Regions from separate parts of the Mus musculus genome. Here region 2 is linked to region 1. Evidence: chromatin contacts called from public Hi-C data. All regions are on one chromosome and are shown on one strand. Each heading gives the region's core, a stretch centred on a gene start, on an enhancer-like site or on the middle of the called end of the contact. The rest is flanking DNA. Distances are from core to core; before and after follow the strand shown. Region 1 overlaps Fars2 (phenylalanine-tRNA synthetase 2 (mitochondrial)). Region 2 has its middle 27 kb from the start of Gm26395.

Region 1 (7,878 bases), core at 1,714-4,213:
TTCAGTCATTACCAACAAATGGATGGATATTAACAGATTTAGTATAGGCAGAGAATGTAATTCCAATGAGTGGAAACTAGGTGAACTTCAAAACCAAAGTAGTAGAAGCTGCATACCACACACTGCATGGTCCCACTGTCTGAAACATCCAGACATCCAGACTAGAGAACTGCCCTATGGCACTGAACTGTATACTTTCAAAATGACTAATTTCATGTTATGTGAATTTCATTTCAATAGGATAGAAATGAAGCATAGAGAGTGTGGTTTCAGAACAGTCTTTCCCACCACACTCAAGAGCTCTGTCAAGCATCCTCCTCCCCTTCACCTCTGAGCTCTTCCTATGACTCGGATCCTGAATCTCACCAAAGGCCCTGGTTACTGGGAGGTAGTGGGGCCTTTAAGATGTAAGCTGTAGCAGGGTGCTTAAGTTTACTGGGGACAGGTTCCTAGAGGGCAGATAAGGGGCACGCAGCTCCTTCTTTCTCTTTTCAAACCCAGCATAGGGTAAATAAGTCTCTCTGATCATATGCTCCCACTCTAACATGCTTCCACAGGCTCAAAACTAACGAGTCAATTGCTCATGGACTGAAGGCTCTAGACTACAGGCCCAAATAAACACTTCCTCATTTCTCAGGCATTTCTCATAGTGACAGAAAGCGAACACATCTAACTTCCTCTAAGCAGCAATATAGTTTTAAAATGACTAAGCAAGACACAGAATAAGCTTGTCTGACTTAGAGAGGACACAGGGATGACCCGGATGACCAGGACACATAGACAAGGAATGCACTGACAGAGGTCTTCCCTACTGGTGCAGTACTGGGTCTGGGCGGCAGGCGGTTGCCATGGCTTTCTGTCCAACCCATAGGGCCCAGCGTTTGGGATGAGTCGAGTCGGCTGTATAATCTGGAGCTTCATAGGCAAATCAAAGTTCACTTTCATGTACTCCACAGTTTCTACTTGTGAGAAAAATAAACAAGATTATCTATTGTTCAGTTAAGGAGGTCAAATCCCTTTGCTGACAAGGTGGAAAAGAATGAAAAAAAAAAAAAAACCAATTTCCATTGCCTTGTAATACTGGCTGATTGTACAATGTGTGGTTGCTGGCTAGAACTTGGCATTTTGCCTTTTTTTTTTTTAAAAAAAACAGAGATTTTAATAAGTACCTTACAGTGTTTTCAACCGGGACTATTCGTTTATAGACTTCGTTAGTCAGTCATTCAACAAAAAGCATCTTGCAGGCACTGAGCTTGACAGAAAGGAGCACAGAGAATCTGTCATCCAGCAGTGGGCCAGTTGGCAGTAAGAGGGCTGGCAGCCACTTGGCGGTAAAGCCAGCTGTGCCACTCTGCAGGCGACAGGGATATCTAAGGGTCTCCTCGTCAGCACATGGGAGATACCATGTGCACTGGCATGGTGCTATTCGTCTAGTTACAGAGTTGGACACTGAAGAAACCAAAAAAGAAATCTGGGTCATTCTGCCTGTAGACACTGGACACAGGCAGCCATACGTGACCATCCTTGTCTGCTCCTGAGTGATTCAGGATGGTCTGCTGTGCCAATACCACAACATCTTGTGCTTCTCCCAACCAGCCTGACATCACCCCCACCCCCTTTCAGGGTCCAACTAGGGGAAACAAAACACATGACTTGCTTTCACCTTGGTCCTGTTCCCTGCTCCACTCTGAACGTCAAGGCTTACCCAATTCCACCTCCCACCCAAGTCCGGATGCTCAGGCAGAAACTGAGAACCAGGATGGGCAATCCCATGTGAACTATGGGGAGAGGAGGCAGGCCAGCGGGACAAGCCAGCAGAGGGGGATTCTGTTTTAGTGCCTCCTCCTCCGAGACTCCTAACTTTAGACCAAAGAGAAAGCTGCGTGGGATTGAGAACAGTCAAGTCTGGATCAGTGAAAGGACTGTCAAGCTTATGCCTAAAAGGGTTTAGCAATCCCCTTCAGGGTATGCATCCAAAGGAGGTTTTAACAGGTGTTGAGAGGACCTGGACCCCATGCTTATTGGCACAGTATTCATAAAGCCAAGATATGAGATTACCACAAGCATCCGGCAGGGGGTGAATGGAAGAAGAAATCAAGAACACTTACTCAATGGAATACTACTCAGTCTTTAAAAAGGTGCGATGGTGTCATCGCAGCAGCATGGGTGGTCCCGAGGATGCTATGCTCAGTGGAGTAAGACAATTACAGAAGGGACACAGTGTGTGCTCTCTCTTATTTGTGGGGCCTAAAGAAGCTGGTCTCACAAAAAAAATAGGGGCGGGGGCTGCCAGAGGCTGGGGTGGGGATGAAAGATCAACAAAGTTATGGAAGGTGAAAGGAGCAGGCTCTAGTGATCTGTGGCAAAGCAGATGACCCTGGCTAGTGACCCTGTTTTGAATATTTTACATTATCTACAAGAGGACTTTAAATGTTCTCAAAACAAAGAGATGACGAATGTCTGAGGTGACGGATATGCCAAGCACCTTGATTACTGTATCATTACACATAGCTCAAAATATTTTACTGCATCCTGTAAATATTCATATTTGTGTCAGTCTTAATGTGAAAAAGCTGAGCAATAAATATCTTAAAACAAAATAGAAAGAGTAATAAAGTGAACCATCATCAGAACTACTTGAAGATTAACTAGTGCTCCCCCCAGCTCAAAGTATGGGGGGTATTTTCTGAAGGGGTACAGGGCTATGGAGCCGCCTGGAAAGAAGGAACAATGGGTCAGAGTCTTGGTGAGGGAGGGAAGACTTCTATTATACAACCACTGGGTTCACCGTGGCAACCAAACTAGCTCTGAACTTGAAATAAAACCCTTCCTCACATGCAGCCCAAACCTATCTCCTACAGCATCCACAATAGTCTGCTTTTCCATCTGTGACAGAGCAGCTACTCTGTGTTCTTGGATGGTATGCCTGACACCTCCCAGAATAGACGAGGCATGACCAGTGGGCACTGCAGACACTGCCTATCCATCCACACAGAGATTACTCAGTGCAGAAAGATGCTGTCCAGAAGAGTTCCACTGACAGAGTGAGAAAGCTGGATCCTTGGCTTTGTAGTCAACTAGTTCCTGCTTGTCAGAGACAAAGGTTCAGCCCGATGCCCCATGTTATCACTCTTCTGCTCAGTGGAGAAAGCAAGTTCATTCAATGTATCCAGAAGCTCGTGGAAGCCAGACAAGAAGCACGGGCGGCAAGACGAGGGAGGGAGGGAGACAGCTCGATGTTACTTCCAAGGACAGGACCGAGAGCTGCCAGGCTGTGGGAGAATGGAGAAGCACCTGACTTTGTAGTTGAGAGAAAGCTGGTTCCAATTCCCGTTCTCTTTGCTGTGAGATCTAGGGCCCCTGCATGACCTCTTGTGCCTTGGAGTTCTTGCCTATGAAGCAAGACCTCCATTTCCTTCTTCTATCTCTGAGGACTAGATGGACACACTATACAGCAATTATTTCAGAGCCTGCCCATCAAGAGTGGATTATCTACTCAGTGGTGGGGACACATTCCAAGACCACAGTGACTGCCCAGTACCAGCAATAGCAACAAACACTATAGATACATTTTTCTAAAGTATGACTGGGGTACCTGTGATGAAATTTGATTTAAATTTAAAGTTTAAGTACATGAGAGGCGAACCCCCCCCCAACCCTCACCCCTCACCATCTGAGGCAGATGGAAGAGCTTGTCCCAGTGAGCTGTCCCGGATGGGGTGTGGGTTAATTGCTGGAGGGTATCAGTGAGGGAGAGCTGACCCTATCACTTCTCTGCTATGAAGTGGTCTTGGATGGGGGAAGATGCCTTCCACCCCCTCACTACTGAAGGCAGACAGGAGAACTGACCCTAGGAGAGAGTGTAGGAGAGCTGGTTCTACAACTCACCTGTCAAGAGGTGGCATGGGTCCCTCCCCCTTCCTATGAGCAATACTGAGAGCTGGCCCAGAGGAGAACTAGCTCTGCCCCCTCACTGGCTGTAGTGCTCTGGAGAGCTGGCCCTGATGGTGAAGTCAAGGGTGAGCCAGCTCAGGGGGTGTGAGAGTAGGAGAGTTGGCCCAGCCCCTTGCAGGCTACAGCACTTGGAAAAGTGCTCCCCACAGCCCCTCCTGCTATGACTGGGCAGCACAGTGGAGTTGTCTCTGGAGGCATGAGTGCTGGTGAGCTGGCCGGAGACCATGAGAGCAGAAGAAATGACCCTGCCTCCTGCCAATGGTGGCATTGGGTGGCCTGGCCAGAACAGTGCTAGAGAACTCACCCCGGTGGCTCACTGACTGGCACAGCTGCCACCAGGCCCATATCCAGAGCTCTGAATTGGCCCACCCCAAAATCTATATCACTTGCAAATGGTTGAGATACGTGAATGGGCCATTCCTGCTTTTCTAAAGCTGCAGGATCTCCATGACGAAGGGCAACAACAGGAGAACTGGGAGGAGTCCCAAGGAGGAGCCAATAGTGATGGTGTCACAGAAACAGAGATCTCGAACCAGACCAAATGATTCATTGTGATGAACATCAGCAAGTGAAGGTGTGTGGACAGAGGGATATATTGTGAGACACACTGTGGCATACTACTACAACTTGCATGATGAGATGTTTTTCGATGTTTTTTGTTTGTTTGTGTTTTTTATTGGGGGCAGGGGAATTCAAGAGCAAAGGGTAGATATTAAGGGAGGGTAGATATTAAGGGATAGGGAGATGTGTAGGGCTGGGGTGCATAATATGATCAAAGAATCAATTAAAATATTTTTTAATAAAAGGATAAAAATAGTAAAATGGAACAATTGCAGTTGCAACTATGTAACAAAAAATTTCCACTGTTGGTGCTCTTGAGCTTTGGGCCTTTATTAAATTAAAGTCTATTTGACTCAAGAACTTATATCACACAGCTGATCTGATATGTGAGAGAACAGCTAGATGATGGATGGGTGGGCAGTGTACATAGCATAGAGATGCTGAACAGACCATGGGCGACATAGCACAAAACTTTATACTACTCCTGGAATTTTAACATTTTGGATTATAGTCGACATCATATAACTAAAACTGCTGGAAGTTAAGCTAACAGGAGTGGGTCCTACTCCTCCGTTGCACACACAATCCTAGCCAGTCAATGTTTAACCTCTTTAATGAATCTGGAATCTGACACTGGTCTGAGGATAGCCAGAGCTATTTCTGACAAAGCATGAAGCACAGACTTGGGCCTGGTCTGAATAAGCGATCCAGACACTAAGTAAACCAGACTACTGCATTTCCTGCTATAAACAATCACAGAGAAAAAATAAAGAAGAAATTCTGGTAATAAGATTTGCTGGGTGGGAGGTGGAGCCCAGGCTCTTGAGCCAGGGCAGTGACAGGCAAGATTGGGTGAGTCACCTTGTGTGGTCTCATTTTCCTTAGCAGTGAGAGGTGGGCTAAGTGAGCTTTAACTTTTTTTCTGGCTCTAATATCCCAAGACTAAACAGGGGGAAGGGAGATTCTGGAGGAATCTAACATCTGCAAAGAATGAAATGGAAGGGCTGAGGCGGGCATGAGGTGATACTGACGTAATGCTGTGAGGGGATACTAGAAGAATGGAGAGCATCAGGCTAGCTTCACCAGCGCAAGTTATTGCTTGGAAGATCAAAGAGTCACCCTCTGTCCAGTGGGTCTCCAGTCAGTCATCCATCAGATACTAAGGCCTTTGGTGCCATCCTCATGCCACCCCTCCCACAGCTGTATCGGTCACTTTTGCACAGCCATGACCAAACACCAGACAGACATAATGGGAGAAAAAAATTGTTTGGTTCATGGTTTCAGAGGGTTTGGTCCATGGTTACTTGGTTTTGTGCATTGGACAGACGGAGGCTTATGTTATGGCAGACAGGAAGTAGAGACAGGAGTTAGAGGAAGGGCCCAGGGCAAGATGTAGCAGAACTACATGGCCAATCTCTTGGCTTACATCACCTTCTAATAGTGTCATAATATAAATATATCAAAAGATTACTGATTAGGTCAGAGCCCTTAGGATACAGTTCCCCAAAAGGCTGGCAACTAAGCCTTCAACACATGAAGCTCTGGAAGACATTTTATATCAAACTGTAACAATAGCAAAGAGGCCTGCCGCCTGAGTTTCAGAACACTTTGTCTTCTTGCCCTAGTGTTCCCTGGAGGCCCTTCAGAGCTGTGCGTTTCTGTAGTTGTCAGCTAGACGAGGAGCTAGCCACAGATAAGTGTCTCCCCGCCACTGCCAAGCTTCCTAGCTCCCAGAGGGATTGCTGTTCCTACGAGTCAGTCATAAGAAACTGGACCAGATGGTTCCTCTGACAGTTTCTGCCTGGAGAAAGACAACTCCCATGCAGGCCGTGATAGAGGCAGGACCAGCAGCTGGGAAAGGAACCAAGCTGGGCCACCCCCACCGGTCCACTCACTGGTCAGCCTCAGTCGGTAACTTAAGAGCTCCGCAGAGACAAATTTTACAGGCAAGAAGTGCTTTTGAACATCAAACACCTGCCAAGTCCTCTGGGAAGTTCAAAGCACCCCCAGTTTTTTTGGGATTTTTTTCCTAACTCTCCCCATAACTTCTGGTACTCTTGAGCAGTGGCTTCTGCCAAGCAGGCATAGGGAGGGAGGTGGAGTCCAGGCCTCCTGCAGGGTGGGGCTGAGTTCTGGATCTTTATCTGAGTAAGACTGAAAATAACTACTTTCAGAAGTCTTTTAATGGTCTCTCTTACTACTGCTTCTCAGCTAGGCTCTGGGGCCAGTTTCTAATCTGATACAGGTTCTTATTCTACAATATAGATACAGACTCTAGAGGTTTTAAAAGACTGACTGAGAAAGAAAGACAAACCAGGGTAATTGTTTCAGACATTTCAGGCTTACTGTTAACAACTGATCTTAAGGTATGCACAGGCAGTGTGACAGAGCCTATAAAGAAGGCCCAGGTGATCACACATGATATATGTGACAGCGTGGATGCACACCTAGGACACAGCATTCAGTGAGACAAACCATAAGCAAAAGGCCAGCACTGTATGACTCTGCTATGTAGAGTGCCTAGGACCCAAATGTACAGACAGCAGAGGCACAGCACTGCCAGTGGCTGGACAGATGTGCGGGTACAGGTGAGCATGGGCAGGTGAGTGGGGGTAGGAGGCACAGAGTTTCAGGCTGGGGAGACGACCACGTTCTAGATATGGATAGAGGTGATGGTCACACAGTGTGCATGTGCTCAATGCCACTGACATGTACACTCAAGAATGGCAGAAATAGAGAATGTCATGTACATTCTACCACAATAAAAAGGAAAATTTAAGGGGTGGTGCCTGAAATAAGCCTAGAATAGGAATTCACATTATACTTAAACCAAAACCCAAACAGAAGAGAATAGTTCTGGATGTCAGTGCTGGTCCACTCTGAGTTCTGCCCTGCTCAATGGAGTGTCTCTGGGATTCCAGACAGAGAAGCCCGGGTGCCCCATCTTATGGAGATGGCTTTTAAAATCCTCCTTTCATAACACAGCAGGGGTTTCTCCTCCTTGAACTTCTTTTCCAATTGTTCTACCATCTTCCAAGCAATCTCCTTACCCTTCTAATAAAGGTGAGGAAATGGCTTATTTTCAACTGTGTGGAAGATTTGGAGGTGATTTTAATTTCCTCCCTGGCCTATATCTGCCAAATTCAAGTCACCAGAGCTAGCTAGCTCTAACTGTGTGTGGTAACATGGCTGCTTCTTGACTGTGCTGACAATGGTCACCAAGTCAGGTGGCAGGTGAGGTGCTACAGTTCCAGCTCCCACTGATCAGCAATTGTTTATTCTGTGCTGCTGGTTGATCAGCAACTATTTATCATGGGCTGAGGTCTGCACTGTGGGAGATACAGACATGTAAATGAATTGCTT
Region 2 (7,878 bases), core at 2,929-5,428, 150 kb before region 1:
AATTTCCTACGACATGGACCTTAGAGGGACAAACCTCATCATGGAGAACATGGGCAGGAGAGTCCCTGGGTTTAGACTTATCATCTCATTTGTGGAAAGGAGATAATGGTAGCACCTACTTTATAGAATACTTGTGAGAGTTAAGTCTGAGAATAACGTGTCGGAAGATGTTATCATACCAGGTTGTGATTCCTGCTCATTTTAGTTAGGGTTTCCATTAAACACTATGACCAAAAAAAAAGCAAGTCGTTGAAGAAAAGGTTTATTCTGATTACACATCCATACCACTGTTTATCATGGAAGAAGACCAAGGCAAGAACTCAAACAGGGCTGGAACCTGGTGGCTGATCCAGACAGAGACCTCAGAAGGATTCTGCTTACTGGTTTACTCAGCCTGCTTTCTTATCAAACTCAGGACCACCTGCCCTGGGATGATACCACCCCCACAATGGTTTGAGACCTGTCCCATCAATCACTAATTAATAAAATGTCTTACAGCAGGATCTTAAGGAAGCATTTTCTCAATTGAGGTTCTCTCCTTTCAGATAACTCCAAGTTTGTGTGTCAAGTTGTCACAAGACTGGCCAGCACACTGCTATTTCTGTATAAATGATCATTGCTATCAGAAAGGGAAGATACCAGGGAGACCCATTGGCAGCAAAGTGGAGCTCTTCCAACCCCTCAGGTCACCTCATATCAGCCTTTAGAAGTTGTGGATAGGATGGTCATGTTGTTGTAGGATGGGGGTCCAGTATAACCACTCTTACCAGGCTCTAATGGGGTTTGTTTGTTTGTTTGTTTGTTTGTTTTTCTTTTTTTTTTTTCTATTATCAGAACTAGCAAGTCTAAGTTCCATGGATGAGGTAGCCAGGCAGCACATTAGATGGTTCCGGCCACCCCCAGTTCTGAAAGGATGAGACAGTGAAGCATGCTTGGCCCACAGAGGAGGATTTGTAACTTGACATCTTATTTCAGATCTGCTGTAGCTGCCCCATGCTCTCAAAGGCTGCTGCCTTCAGTAGTTTGACATGCATGTCTGTCATCATGAACATGCCATGTGGGGCTTCAGTGACAGGCAGAGCCTCACAGTGACACTGTCTTCAGCAGACACCACACAGAGAAACTTGTGTATGGCATACCTCTCGTTTCTGAGATGTGTCCAGCACCTGCCCCCACATTTTAACACATGACTTTGAGTTTGGAAGGTACATATTGACTTTAGTCCTCTGCTCCCGATTACAGGTTTAAGAGCCTCTGGAACCTTGGAAAGTCCTCTGAAAAGTCTCCGGGTCACACGGTGCTTGGCCAGAGCTCCAGCAGCTTGGGAGTGGGGAGGGCAGATGTTGTTGTTACATCAGTTTCCTTGCTTGACTTGGGGAGACAGGCTTGGCTTCCTCACCCCAAGCTGGGCTGTAAGTGTATTCACTAATTCCTTTATACAGAAGTCCTTTCATACTAATAATGGATTTACTCCAGGGTTCCTGCAGATACCAAACTCCAGATGCTCAAATCCTTCAGATAAAATGTTGTCATGTTTTTGAGAATCTGTGCATGTCCTTCTTTATCTCTAGATGACTTGTAAGTAATACAATATGCATTCTGTGTACTAGCTGTTAGATAGTATTTTAGAGAATTAAAAAGACAACCACTTGAATATGTTCAGGGTTTTTTTTTTAACAAGTTTTTTCCATCATTGGTTGGCTGAATTCGGGAATACTATTGTGGGAAATGCTATGGTACACAACCCTGCCCTGGAAACAGTGAGAAAGTGTGCAGGGCCCACAGGATGGGGGAGCTGTAATGTTGGATAGTAGCTCTGGTTACATGGTGATGGAACTGGAAAGAAAAGAGGCCACAAAGAAGTGCCTGATGTCAGCTACATGGTGGACAAGCAGCCACATGGCTTCAAGGGGAGCTTTAAAGAAACAGTAAGGAAACCCAAAGTACAAGAAGCCTTCTTAGACTCTGGCTGCAACCCAACAAGACCTCATGGCCCTGTATAGAAACCTGCCTTAGACCAAGCTCTAAAAGAGAAACAGAAGAAGAAAGGAAGGTTGGGGAAGATGAAGGTCAGGAAGCTGTAGAGAGGAAGAATCAAAAGATTAATAACCAGCCTGACCCTCCAGAAAGACAGTCCATTTCATGTGCCTCCTGTCCCCATTCTCAACAGCATGGATAGCCTACTGAATGTCAGCACCATTCTTTACAGCAACCTGCCTCCAGGCAGACTAATCCAACCCCTCAAGGTGCAGCTCACTCCCTAATCCAGTCTCTAGAGAATGTCATCGATATACTCATGAGAATGAAACCCTCATGACCAATGGTCTCTTAAAGGCTCCACCACTTGTCAACACTTCAAGGCTGAGCATTAAATTACAATGGAAACGATGGTGTAAAAAAGGGCACATTAGAGCAGAACACGAATATCTTGGACAATGTGCTGGAAAGAGGGATGCTGGAGGGGAAGGTTCACAGTAAGTTCAGACATGGGTGTGCCTGAGGATCCTCAGGGAATGGGACACTTCATTGGGAAGCTCGGGGTTGATGACATCCATCTTTGTCTCATTTCTATGGCATCAGCTCTGCCCTCAAGTAGACATTCCAGCTGACTCCATTTTGGTCACAGAGTCTGATGACCCTTCTGGATGAGAACTGGCTTGTTTTCTTATTAGCAGCAAGAGTTGGTTTTTTGTTTTTGTTGTTTTCCAAGTAGTATCAATGACAATTGTTATTTGCTCACACATCAAGTGTCTTAGGACCTACCTGTGCTTAATAATACTTGTCATGTCATTACTAAATGGTCAGCAATTATGAAAAATCAAATTCAGAAGGGCACTAAACACACTCTATAGTTTCACAAGGGACCACTGTATGTTCTGTGGGTTATGAGGCAGAGAGTGGAGGAAGATGAGGTGGGTGACCTTCACCATGCAGATGTCCCAGATTGCCTCTAGTCGAGTCATGTTCCTGTATCCTTTGGGATAGCCTGGCACGAGTGCTTTTCCTTCTCAAAACTGTTTGAGAAGGAATGTAAAATCTCGAAGAACATCCTTTAGAAATTTTAGCACAATTTTTGACACTTAAAAAAAATCAAATTACAGGCAAAGTAACTGAGAGTAAAGAAATATCTTTATAGATAACCAAACTGTGCCATGTGCTGTTAGCTACAATCTTAAAATGATTGTCTTTTCCATTTAATAATTAACCTGTGATTTCTTCTTTAAATGAATTACATAAGTCTTGATTAACAAACTACAAAGAAGCCCGCCTGCTGTGTGGTTTCAAATGGATTGTGTAATCACAGACATTTGGAGTTTAACTACTCATTATGGTATTAAAGTAGGCAAAATGGGGTTATTTATATGATTTTGTTGTTTCATTTCCAAATGGCCAGGAAAGAGAAAGGGTTATAGATCTTTGTCATAAATAATGCACTGCAAGGTAAACAGAAGACATTTAAACAAAGATGAAGTTTACATGTTTTTCTACCAACCTATCAAATAAAAACAGCTGGCTAGATTGTTATCAAGTGTACCGGGTATGTTTGGGACAATGTGATTAAATAATGGCTGCATGGCATGAACTAAATTCCATCTGTACATTAGGAAGCACTGATGGAAACAAGCAGGCATTCTAACCAGCAGAAGCAGGTCAAATTAGCAGAACCTGTGACCAGCCATCAGAAGTGACATATTATATGTTATTAGGATGGACTGAATTGGAAAGGTTGAAAAGAAGTGATTTTACAGAAAAGTCCCAAATAAAAAAATCAGATGCGCCCTGATGTTGACGTTAATTTTCAGTGGGGACTGCTTCTCACCTGCGGGATCGGTGATGTGCTAGGTGACCAGCAGAGCGATTTATTGATTTCATGAATAACCAGGTTCCGCTGTTGGTATGAGGAAACCCTGCCAGACCAAATAAGTAAAAGGCAAACTGGCGAGAAACATCACTACATGACTCCTGTTTAATGTCATGTATTTTTCACATGCTATAAAGAATGAGGACCAGGAGGATGCCATGTCAGATCTTGTGAGGCATCTTTTGATGCATGTGTGTAGAGTAAGAGTAATGTTTATGTTCCTGATCAGTTTGTTTCTCATTACTTTCCTATGCTTCTGACTAACCACGTCCTGTTGTGCAAGTTACTGAATGATATCAGACTTGGACTGTGGGCCAGTGCAATCCCACAGCAATCACAGGAAAGGGACACAAGAAGATGTCTGTGCACTTGAGCAAGTACATATATTCCCTTGAGATGTGTCCATTTTTTTTCTTCTATGGTTTTAAAGTTTTATTTTTATTATTGTTGGTGTTTTAATTTATAGGCATATGTGTGTGCATTTATGTATGTATGTAACATGTTGAGTTTTTATGTGCAATGTACAACATGTGCATGTAAATGCCTGTTAAGGCCAGAAGATGGCATTGAGTTCCCTGGAACTGGAGTATAGATCATGAACTGACTGATGTAGGTTCTGGGAACCAAACCAGGGTCCTCTTCAAAAGCAGTCAGCCAGAGCTCTTAACCACTGACCCATCTCTCCAGCCCCTCTTCTGTGGTCTTAATAACATACTTATTTATTCATATAAGGAATATGTTTCATGTATCCAAACACTGAATAGCTAAACCACATTGTTAAAGTTCAGCTTCTCAACCTCTCACCTAGTGCCCCTCCCACCACCATGCATGTGGCTTCCAGCAAGAAACATACTATGTACATTTAAACAAAAATGCATTTGTAGTTCCTTTGTTAATTGCATTTCTTACAGTTTGAAGATCAATCTACATCAGTAGACCTGCAGATCTACAAAAAGAGATGGTTCATTCTCTTTAATGTCTGCAACTCAATTTGATTAGGCCTCTCTGATTAACTCATAGAGTGGTTAACTCAGAAAGAGGTACCCTGTGCCTGTTACTGAGATGTTCGTCTAACAGTCTATTATTTATGAGAGCAGGCATTTAAGTAGGGCATTATCCATGCTGTGCAATTCCGTTTAAGTTTCCGTTTTCCTTGTTTCCTTGCTAATTAGCTTACCAGTCATCATGAGCTTACCCATCATCATGTTTCCTTCTGACTTTTTTTCCATACATTTTTAGATTTTATTCATCCCCTTCATCTCCAGCTTTCCATCAGTTTCCTGCCCATCCTTCCTGCTAAACATCCCCTGCCCCTGTTAGATTCAGTAGAATACAGAACTATGCTAAGATGACCAAGTCCAAAAATGTCTGGAATAATAACCACAGCTAACATGTGCGATGAATTCTATGAGCCAGGCAATGCTCAAACATTTTTATTGGACTGATCATTTAATCCTTACAACCACTCAAAGAGCTGGAGCCCATTGCTTTCCTGCTTTTGTAGATAGGGAAACTGAAGCTCATTAAGAATGCTCAAATGTTGAGTGGCAGAATTGGGATTTGATTCCAAAGTCTGCCATTCAGAGAGGACTAAGAGAAAGACAGAATTGGGACAAAATGTCACATGTCTGTGAAGCCTTTGAAGTGTTTCCTGCTTGGGCAGACTCACCACTGTTTGGTTATCTAGCTGTAAGCGGCCTTGACTTGAAGAAGGGGGGATGTGACTCAGCTGACAGGTGGACTTGGGTGCACCCTGTCTTTGGTTTGCATAAAACTCATCCACAAACTGTATATGAGAGAACTTGTCTTGTGCTCTGACAATTGGTGTAATTTTTCTTTGGATTGGTGTAATTCCAAATATGCATTGAAGGAGTCACTTTTTCTTGTCTACTCTGTGATAGGCAGGAAGCTGGGCACCATTCTCCCAGCCAGATATTGTGTTACCTGTGAGCACCCACTGCAATGGCTGCTTAAACATCCTGTGTTCCTCCAATAGAGCCTTGGACACTGGAACACCCTACCTAGTGATGCACCACTACCATTCTTTTTTGATAACACAGTTATCCCTAACCCAGGTTTGCCTAAAACATGATATATATCCAAGGATGATCTTTAAATTCTGATCTAAATCCCAAAGGTGGAGGTTACCACCACAGCCAGTTTATATAGCACTGGAATAAACCCAGGGCCCTGTGCATAATCGATAAGTATTCTACCACCTGAACTACTTCCCCTTGGACCTTAAAAATGCTTGCTAATAGAGCAAGCAACCAAAAAAAAATCATATCTGCATTCCTATAGCCTTCCCTTCAAACTGTAAGGTATGTGCAGAAAGGACATGAGTAACAAAAGTATTCTAGAATTCTTTACCACAATCACAAGTGCCTTACTAATGACCAGATAATTCTCATAATAGTCCAATTCAAACAAAAAGGCTTTTAAAGAAAAATTTTCTTCTTCTCAGTTTTTTCATTAATCTATTCTTTGATCATTTCATGCATGTATATAATACATTCTGGCCACATTCATACCTCCACCCTCTTATCCTCCTCTAGCACCCACTACTTCATATCCTTCCTTATCCCCACATCCCAAGACCTTATCAAACCATCATGGGTTTTGCTCTTTCTACCTTTGCCTTGTGACCACTAATTTATCTATCTATCTATCTATCTATCTATCTATCTATCTATCTACTCACTCACTTTATATCCCAATACTAGCCCTCCCCCTCACCTTCCAGTTTCCCCATAGCTCTTCTCCCATTCCTCTTTCCCCTCTCCTCTGAGAAGAAGGAGGCCACCCCTGAGTATTACCCCTCTCTGGCACATCAAGTCACCACAGGAATAGGCACATCCTCTCTCACTGAGGCCAGATAAGGTGGCCCAGTTAGGGGAATGGGATCCATAGGCAGGCAACATGTTTAGGGACAGCTGTCACTGCAGTTGTTGGGGAACCTGCATGAAGACCAAGCTACATATCTGCTACGTATATAGGCAGGGGTGGTCTAGGTCCAGCCCACGCTCACTCTTTGGTTGGTGGTTCAGTCTCTGTGAGCACCCAAGGTTCCAGGTTAGTTGATTCTGTTGGTCTTCCTGTGAGTCCCTATCCTCTTTGGGCCCCTCAATCCTTCCCCCAAGTCTTCCATCAGACTCCCAGAGCTCCATTTAATGTCTGGGTGTGGGCCTCTACATTGGTTTCTATTGGAGGCTGGGTGGTGCCTCTCAGATGACAGTTATCCTAGGGCACTGTCAGCAAGCATAACAGAGTATCATAAATAGTGTCAGAGATTAATTCTTGCCCAATGAAATAGGTCTCAATTTGGACAAGTCTTTGGTTGACTATTCCCTCTGTCTCTGTTCCATATTGATCCCTATACATCTTGTAGGCAGGACACATTTTGGGCTGAAGGTTTTGTGGGTGGGTTGTTATCCTTAGCCCTCCACTGGGAGTCCTGCCTGGCTACAGGAAGTAGCCACTTCAGGAGGCATATCTCCCACTGCTAGAAGTCTCAGCTAGAGTCACCCCTATAGACTCCCAGGAGTAGGACTCCATTTGTCCCTTACCAAACTATGATTGAAGGTTTATTGGCTCATTCTTGTGGATGCTCTATGCAGTTACCTGCAGCTATTTTGAGGTCATGAGTGCTTTAGCCAATAAGACAGCATTTCACAAACCTTTCTCTCGATGTGTAGTTCTTGCATTCTTTTTATCCTCCTTCTATGATGTTCTCTGACCTTTGCATGGGGGAAATATGGGTGTTCGGTTTAAGGCAAAACACATTGACTTGTACCCAGTACCTTAACCAGTCATGAGTCTCTACATTAATAGCTATTGACTGCAAAGTAATAGCCGATAGGTATAAATATTTAAGAGATAATTTGACAAATGTCCACTTAACAAAACAAAAATAGTAGGTTCAGCACTATATTCCCTACTTATGGGCCTTTGACCAAGTCTACAGTACCAGCCATGAGCTACTCCCGGGGAGCAGGTCTCAGATCCTATAAGGAGTC

The links. Hi-C and Micro-C count contacts between places; a contact is called where the count stands out from the background.
Region 2: a Hi-C map of the N1E-115 cell line shows a contact between it and region 1, with 3 times the contacts expected there. The contact joins two enhancer-like sites. A contact is called at or near these places in 1 of 15 datasets of contacts at CTCF or cohesin (the NIH/3T3 cell line), 2 of 484 Hi-C or Micro-C datasets (the N1E-115 cell line and cerebral cortex) and 1 of 9 other capture datasets (pancreatic islet).

Annotation. Positions count from the first base shown.
Region 1 is chr13:36,527,151-36,535,028 of GRCm38.p6, reverse strand. All of the region lies in intron 6 of Fars2 (phenylalanine-tRNA synthetase 2 (mitochondrial)), which reads right to left. Among named protein-coding and RNA genes, the nearest start is that of Gm46409, 82 kb to the left of the region's middle. Within about 2 kb of position 2,963, at least 22 of the 459 cell types and tissues checked have an H3K27ac peak or open chromatin away from gene starts, as enhancers often do. A contact at or near this core is called in the N1E-115 cell line, where this site is marked.
Region 2 is chr13:36,677,166-36,685,043 of GRCm38.p6, reverse strand. No RefSeq gene overlaps it. Among named protein-coding and RNA genes, the nearest start is that of Gm26395, 27 kb to the right of the region's middle. Within about 2 kb of position 4,178, at least 4 of the 459 cell types and tissues checked have an H3K27ac peak or open chromatin away from gene starts, as enhancers often do. A contact at or near this core is called in the N1E-115 cell line, where this site is marked.